Regions from separate parts of the Mus musculus genome. Here region 1 is linked to region 2. A link is a contact called in public HiChIP or PLAC-seq data. All regions are on one chromosome and are shown on one strand. The core of a region is the stretch at or near the end of the contact, and the rest is flanking DNA. Distances in the headings are between cores, read along the strand shown. Region 1 overlaps Rps6ka2 (ribosomal protein S6 kinase, polypeptide 2). Region 2 holds the start of Rps6ka2 (ribosomal protein S6 kinase, polypeptide 2).

Evidence for each region. HiChIP or PLAC-seq counts read pairs in DNA pulled down with a chosen protein or histone mark.
Region 1: an H3K27ac HiChIP or PLAC-seq map of embryonic stem cells shows a contact between it and region 2, with 8 read pairs. The contact joins the enhancer-like site here to the promoter of Rps6ka2 in region 2. A contact is called at or near these places in 5 of 484 Hi-C or Micro-C datasets (the N1E-115 cell line, female germline stem cells, muscle stem cells and 2 more), 10 of 115 datasets of contacts at active chromatin or transcription factors (bone marrow-derived macrophages, embryonic fibroblasts, embryonic forebrain and 4 more) and 2 of 9 other capture datasets (adipose tissue and pancreatic islet).

What each region holds. Positions count from the first base shown.
Region 1 is chr17:7,205,165-7,208,405 of GRCm38.p6, forward strand. All of the region lies in intron 1 of Rps6ka2 (ribosomal protein S6 kinase, polypeptide 2), which reads left to right. Among named protein-coding and RNA genes, the nearest start is that of Rps6ka2, 37 kb to the left of the region's middle. Within about 2 kb of position 1,782, at least 40 of the 459 cell types and tissues checked have an H3K27ac peak or open chromatin away from gene starts, as enhancers often do. A contact at or near this core is called in embryonic stem cells and neutrophils, where this site is marked.
Region 2 is chr17:7,168,287-7,171,480 of GRCm38.p6, forward strand. Rps6ka2 (ribosomal protein S6 kinase, polypeptide 2) reads left to right here and starts at 1,829. Exons shown (of 21, transcript NM_011299.4): 1 at 1,829-2,157. The coding sequence starts at 2,059.

The DNA of each region.
Region 1 (3,241 bases), core at 532-3,031, 37 kb after region 2:
GGGTTCAAGGACAACGTGGAGCTCACCTTGGGGACTGTCCTCACACATTGGTGAAGAGAAGTAAACAGGCTCAACGGGAACAGCTCTTGCATTCTTGGGGACAAAGCAATTTGACTCTTGCACTCAGGAGGGTATGGTGCAGGGTACGGCCACCACCCGCTCCCATCCCACCCTCTCCCAGCTCCAGGCTCAGGGAGATCTGGAATTTTCCTAATGTGGAAGCAGATAGCATTGCAATCGGAAGTGGTCCTTGAGTGAATTTTCTTCTCCTGGGTAAAATATGTATGAAGAAGGATTCTTAAGCTTTTTGATCTTTCATCAAAACCCACTAGTTTACTGGGCCTAGGAACAGAAGGCCGTTCTGTCTCTTGTGTGGCATAAGCCAGGTGTGGTGGCTGTAATCCTAGCACTGGGGAGACAGACTCAGGAGGACTAGAAGTTCAAGGTCGTCTTTGGCTCCATCGCAATTCAAGGCCAGGGTAAGAAAGCTTCATAAGATCCTCATTGTCCTCAGTGGAACCAGGACGAATGGGTCCCTCGGGTCTCAGTCCACCGGAACAGCAGGAAGTGTTACAGCTCTTAGCAGAGAAATGAGGAGATTGGGGAGGCTTACAGGGCAGGTAGCCAAGGTTGTGCTACTGTGGTGGCAGCACCCTCGGCATGAGCCTGGCCTGTGAGGTAGGTCTAGGATCCAGAGCTGACTGCTTCGGGAGAGAGAACTCTTCCCCAAGTGTTACAGCTCAGTGAAAACAGCCAGTCTCAGAAGTGCACTTTATTCCATGTAGACAGGGCTTATATAAACATTGAGGAGTAGAGTGGGATTTAGGGGAAGGTTTTCCTACTGGCTCAGTTTGAGATGCTAGTGATACTCTTTTTGCATGGGGGAGGACTCCAGGTGTCTTCCCTACGTGACCGATTGTTATGATCCTTGGTTACGTGTGTCGGCAGGACCATTCTCAGTTCTGAGATTCACGTGGTCTGAACTCACTTAGCCTTCCCAGTTCTGTCCGGTGGCATGGTCTACTTGTTCCACAGACCCTGTCTTAAAAAGCAAACAAGCTAGCAAGCAAGCAAGCAACCAACCAACCAAAACCACCCGCTGGTGTGGGTTTTGTGTTCCTTCATATGTCCCTCCCCATTCTATCCCATAGGATATCTTTCCCCTCACTCACCCTAGATCCCTTAGCCTCTGACTTCTGCTCTTTCCAGTTGGGACATAGAACTGGTAGAGGAGGGGAAGAAGAACCTCCCTGAATGCTCTGTTTAGGTTGTGCACAGCCTACGAGATCTTGGGTTTCTCCCTGACTGTCAGAGCTGAGCAGAGTACAGGGTGAGTTGGGGTGCTGCAGGGTGCATTGTAGCTCTGTGCTCTGTACTGAGGAGGGGAGAGGGGTTGTTTTTAACTTCCCCTTCTTCAGCTCCATTTGCTCAAGATTGGGTCATCCTTGGGTTGCTGTGACTCCATACCCATTGACTAGGTAGTAAGGATGCATTGGTCATCAGACCGGAAGGGCAGGGCCTGCAGAACTGGGGCCCCTGATACCAGCAGTGCCAGGGTGCCCATGACTCATGGGAAGACCATGCTTAAGCCATAAAACACTAAGTGATAAGACCTGGGGTCTCAGAGTCACAGTTAGGACTCTGCTGTGGTAAAGCATCCCTGTTCGTTTTGGTTGAGACTCTCCTTGAGGGTTATTTGGCATGTGTGTTGTTTGTATCATCATGAAAGGGGACACTTGTGAGTCCTCCTCTTAGCATACAAATGAGATTGCAAATGTCTGACCTTTGAAAAGGAAAGGGTGGGGAATGGTAAAGCTGGAGACAGGGTTCCTTTAAATACCACGGAACTGCTCTTTCTCTGCCGATTGACCTCTTACATTTTAAAGGCCTGTTCACTCTCCTAAGGTGTCTTGTATCATATCCCCACAGCTGCCCTTATGCATGTCAACTTCACATGATACGGTCTGTTCATCTTCTCCCAGACACTCTGGCACTCAGCAATGATTTTATTTTAAAAAACGTCTTCAAACAGAAGCTGCTTGACTGGCCTGGGCTGCCATAGTATGTTTTCTATAATCCGAGGATTTGCCATCTTGGAGACTTCTTGGAGCACCGCATCTTGTACATGCGTCTTCCTCACAGATGGGCCAGCTTCTGTACAGAAAGCAGACACCCTCAGCCCACGGCCACCATGTTTTATAGTAACTTTTGATTTTACAGTGTTACTCAGAACAGTTTGAATAAAGGAAATAGAAAAGAAATTAAACAACACAGAACTAAACAGTTTGAACATGCTGTGAATGCTTGTCGAGCCCCATGCTCCCACGTCACAGCCTCCCATTACACTGACCATCCTCCGCTTCAACCTCTTGTGGTCCTTGTCTTCGTCTATGTCTACGTTTAGGTCTGCCTGTGTCGGGATTGACCTAGAGCAGAAGGCAAAATGTGAAGGGCTTTTGCTCTTTTAGTTGCCTTGGCGGAGGTTTCAGATGCAGAATCGCATACGATGCTGTCCACCGTGCTTCCTGTAGCTCTTGGGTCGGTCCACGCTGCCCTCTGTATTCATGGTCCCCAGTGGTGGGAATTCTGATGGCCCAAGCTCAGGATCAGTTTTCACACCCTACGCAGGGCATCAGAGTGCCAAGCAGTTGTTTCACAGAGCTGTGTTTCGGAGTGGTCACATGGAACCTTCGAGTGTGCAGATTCTGCTTGTAACTTACCACCGTTAGCCTCAGCATCTTAGGGCCAAGATGTCTGCTTCTGGTTTTCAGCAATAAGCAAGGTGCAGGATGGCTGGGGTATGGGGTACTTGGCCATAGTACTCCTAAGACTGGAGGACAATCTGAATCTCATCATCACCCCCCCCCCCGCCCCCTCACCCCCCCCGCCCCCCCCCCCCCCCGCGGGGCAGTTATACTCCTTAGAGCAGGTAGTGGGGGTCTACCTGTGATTCTTGTAGGTAAGCAGCAGAGAAAGCTGTAAGAAGAAAGAAGTCTCTGTCTGGGTAGCTAAGGTGTTTTTAGAGGCAGAGAATGAGCAGAAAAAGCAACGCCAGACCCAGCCAGACCCATTGCAGATCGCAGCTCACTGCTGTGGGCTTTAGCTGGTGTCTCCATAGCTTTTTCCATGGTAACAGAACAAAGTTGCTATTTTGGAGTCTTTGTCGTTTTGGTAAATTTGGACCCCACACAGAGGACCTCAGAACCCTGCAGAGAGAGCTCTGTAGTACTGGTCAGACCAC
Region 2 (3,194 bases), core at 579-3,078:
CAGCTTGAGGCATTCTTACCTTCTCCCTAAATCTCCCTTCGGCTAACTACATCAGATTACTGCCTGGCTGTTGGCTGCAGCCCTCCTCCACCCTAGCTTTGAAATGTAGCTTGCATTGCTTGCTTTTGAGCTTCATATCCAGTGTTTTGGAGACTTTCTGCTCTCCAGATTTTCTTACTTAATTGCAAGCAATTTCAGAAGGGGTGAGCTTCTGAACCTAGTTAACTCAGGGGGTCCCCAAGTCTAGAAAAAGAGCCAAGATCAGCTTCCTGGGGGGGGTGATAGCAGAGTGATCAGGGAGACCACTAACGAATGTGAGCCAGAGGTCTCTGCCCTCAGCTCTCCAAGACCTTGCCAATTCAGGAGTCTTAGGAACCAATTCTCCATAGGAGTTTATGATTAGGTACTCTAATTGCTAAAGTCTCCTTGAAAAAGGACCAGGCCTTGCCCTCAGGCAGTGTAAAATAATAAACATTCCAAGAGTAGCCAAGAAGGTTTGCTTAGAGGACCCGATCTTAGCCCATTCTCCTGATTTCATCCTTAGAAGGCACCTCTGGGAGCTAAGACATCACGGGGAGAGATGCTGAGGTCAAGTCACAAGTCACAAGCCAGTGTACACTGTCTCTACTGAAGCTGCAAACCCTTACACTGCATGCAGCCTATCTCTGGAGCCCCACACCAGAGGGATAGCAGTTCCTAAAAGCCCGCTCTAGATGGGACTGACTCCTGCTCCAGGTGAAATTAGCCCTTTGATGTTTTATGTGACGTGGGTTTCCCAGCATGTTGGATCTTTTGATTCCTGTGTCCTTTATGACTACCACCAGTCTGGGTGGGAAAGTGTTGAGAACTGCCCGGTGGGCTGCATATCATGCAGGAGAGTGAATCTGTTTTCTCCAGTGGCCAAAGGAACTGGGCTTACCCTCAGCTCTTCTCTAATCTGCTTCTATTCTGCCACGGGGCATAAGACTTTATTAACCTCAGCCTTTCTTTTTGTGTGACTAGGAAGGATCATTTGGACTTAGGTTAAAGCAGGCTCTGATTGCTTCCTCAGACTGAGACTCAGGATGTTCCTGCTGCTGGCCCTGATAGTCATCTGTGAGGATAATTGTCTATAAATGGAGCCCGAGGTCACAGAGAGCGGATGTGAGCCTTTGTTCTCAGCTGCTGGCCCCGACCACGTGAGGCGTCCTCACCGAGAGGAGGAAGGCCGCTGACACTGCGAAGCAGGCGGGGTCCTCTCCCAATGATTCCCCAATAAGCAAGGAGTTGCAGGGACCAGCTGTAGGAGTGACCCGAGTGTAGTGCTTGTGGGCGCTTTTCTAGCATGCTAGGTCATTAAAGTTTTGCTTTGCAGAGAAATTCAAAATGCTAAGCGTGGAGTCCAAGTGGACAGAGGTGTTCGGAGAAGAACACAACAGCTCGGACAGAAGAGGCAGGGAGACAGGACAAGAGCAGCGTGCCTCAGGAGCGACTGATTAAGCTCACAACGGGCGTGGGCGCTGATTGGCGGCCGTGGCAGTGGGCAGGGCGATACTGCACCCCACTGTTCTCTGAGGGCAGGAGTTGTAGGAGAGGGAGGAGTAGGCAACGGCGCTGATTGGAGGCGTTCACGGGGACAACGCCCCTGGGCAGGATGGCTGGTGATAATTGGAGAGTACGGTGGTGGGCGGGGTGAGGGTGGGGCTGTCCGGAGTAGGTTTTCCGACTAAAGGGGAAAAGAGCTCTGGCTGCGGGCACTGATTGGTGGGTGGGCGTGTAGGCGTGGCGCAGCGTCGCACTCTGGTTGGTCGGAACGACGCTGGGTGTAGTCTATGGGCGGGGCAGGTTGCCGGGAGCTGGTACTCCTGGCCGGAGGCAAAGGCGCCGCGGGAGTGATCCAGGGACCCGGGCCCGGTGGCCGGTGCGGCCTGCCCTTTGTGCTTGCAGCCCGCATCCGCGCCGAGGGCCGCCGCGTCGGGCTCCCCGGCGCGCGTGCCCGCCAGCGCGCTGCCTAGCCTGGGATGTGCCGGGGATGCGCGCCCGCCGGCCCTGCGGCTCCTGGCAGCTGGGCGCGGGGCGATGGAGCTGAGCATGAAGAAGTTCACGGTGCGCAGGTTCTTCTCCGTGTACCTGCGCAAGAAGTCGCGCTCCAAGAGCTCCAGTCTGAGTCGCCTCGAGGTAAAGGCCCTCCCCGGGAGCGCGCAGGATGCGGGTCCCCGCTGCGCCTGGAGTGGGCATGTAGAGCCTCAGGGCGTGCGGCTACAGTCCAGTGCATCATCACCCCAGACCGGAGCCAGCTGTGGGAAGTTATTTGAAAACTGGTCCAGTTGTCATGAAAATCTATCAAATCGACTCCAAATGTTAGCACTTCATAACAACTGCAGAGAGCGAGTCCTTGCTGCGATTGAAGTTAACCTCAGTGAATTTCTTTCTAGTGCCCCTGTGTGCACAGGATTCGGGGTCACTCCTAGAGAGAGGCTTTAGAGGAGGGGTGCGGTCGGTGCAGCTGGGTTGCCGCGTGGTGTGGGAGTGCTTTGGGAGGCTACATGAGTCCTAAGTTTTGTAGCCTCTGGCGCCTGCCCGTTTTACCTTGAGTCTGGTACTGTGTGGATCAGGGTATTTGAGATCAGTGTAGAGTTGACCAAAGCAACTCAAGAGGGCTCTGTGCATTTTGGTGTTCCTAGGTGGTGGAGTGCCTGACGCAATTCCCCCGCAGCCCAGGCTTTGAGATAGATTGGCTCTGAAACCCGAGGGATGCCGGAAAATCTTGACCTTTGCAGGTCTCGCATCTTCCATGTCCAGTCGTCTGTGATTTTAACGGTGGCTTTCATTTCTGACTAACAACTAAACTATCCTCATCCCAGTGCTCAGACCACGTTGTTGATGAGTCCATAGAGAGCAAAACCGTGTGACCCGCTTTGCTAGTGAAGTGTGTAAGAGAAAGTTGACAACTAACCTAGAGATTTCATGGAACATTGATGTCCCTGCTTCAGTGCAGGCCCATATGGAATTGTGTGTGTGGTTAGAAAAAAATATCACAGATTTCATGTTGAATTGCTCTGTCTCAGCCTTAGTATGTTACACACAGGCAAAGGGCTCTGTGATGATCAAGAGACCTTTTAAGTCCGGGGACAGACTTAAAACCACCAGGGAACTGCTGTTGAAAAAGTTTCTGTTGCTAAATTCCAGCTCAGAATTGAATAGAGTAGAGCGGT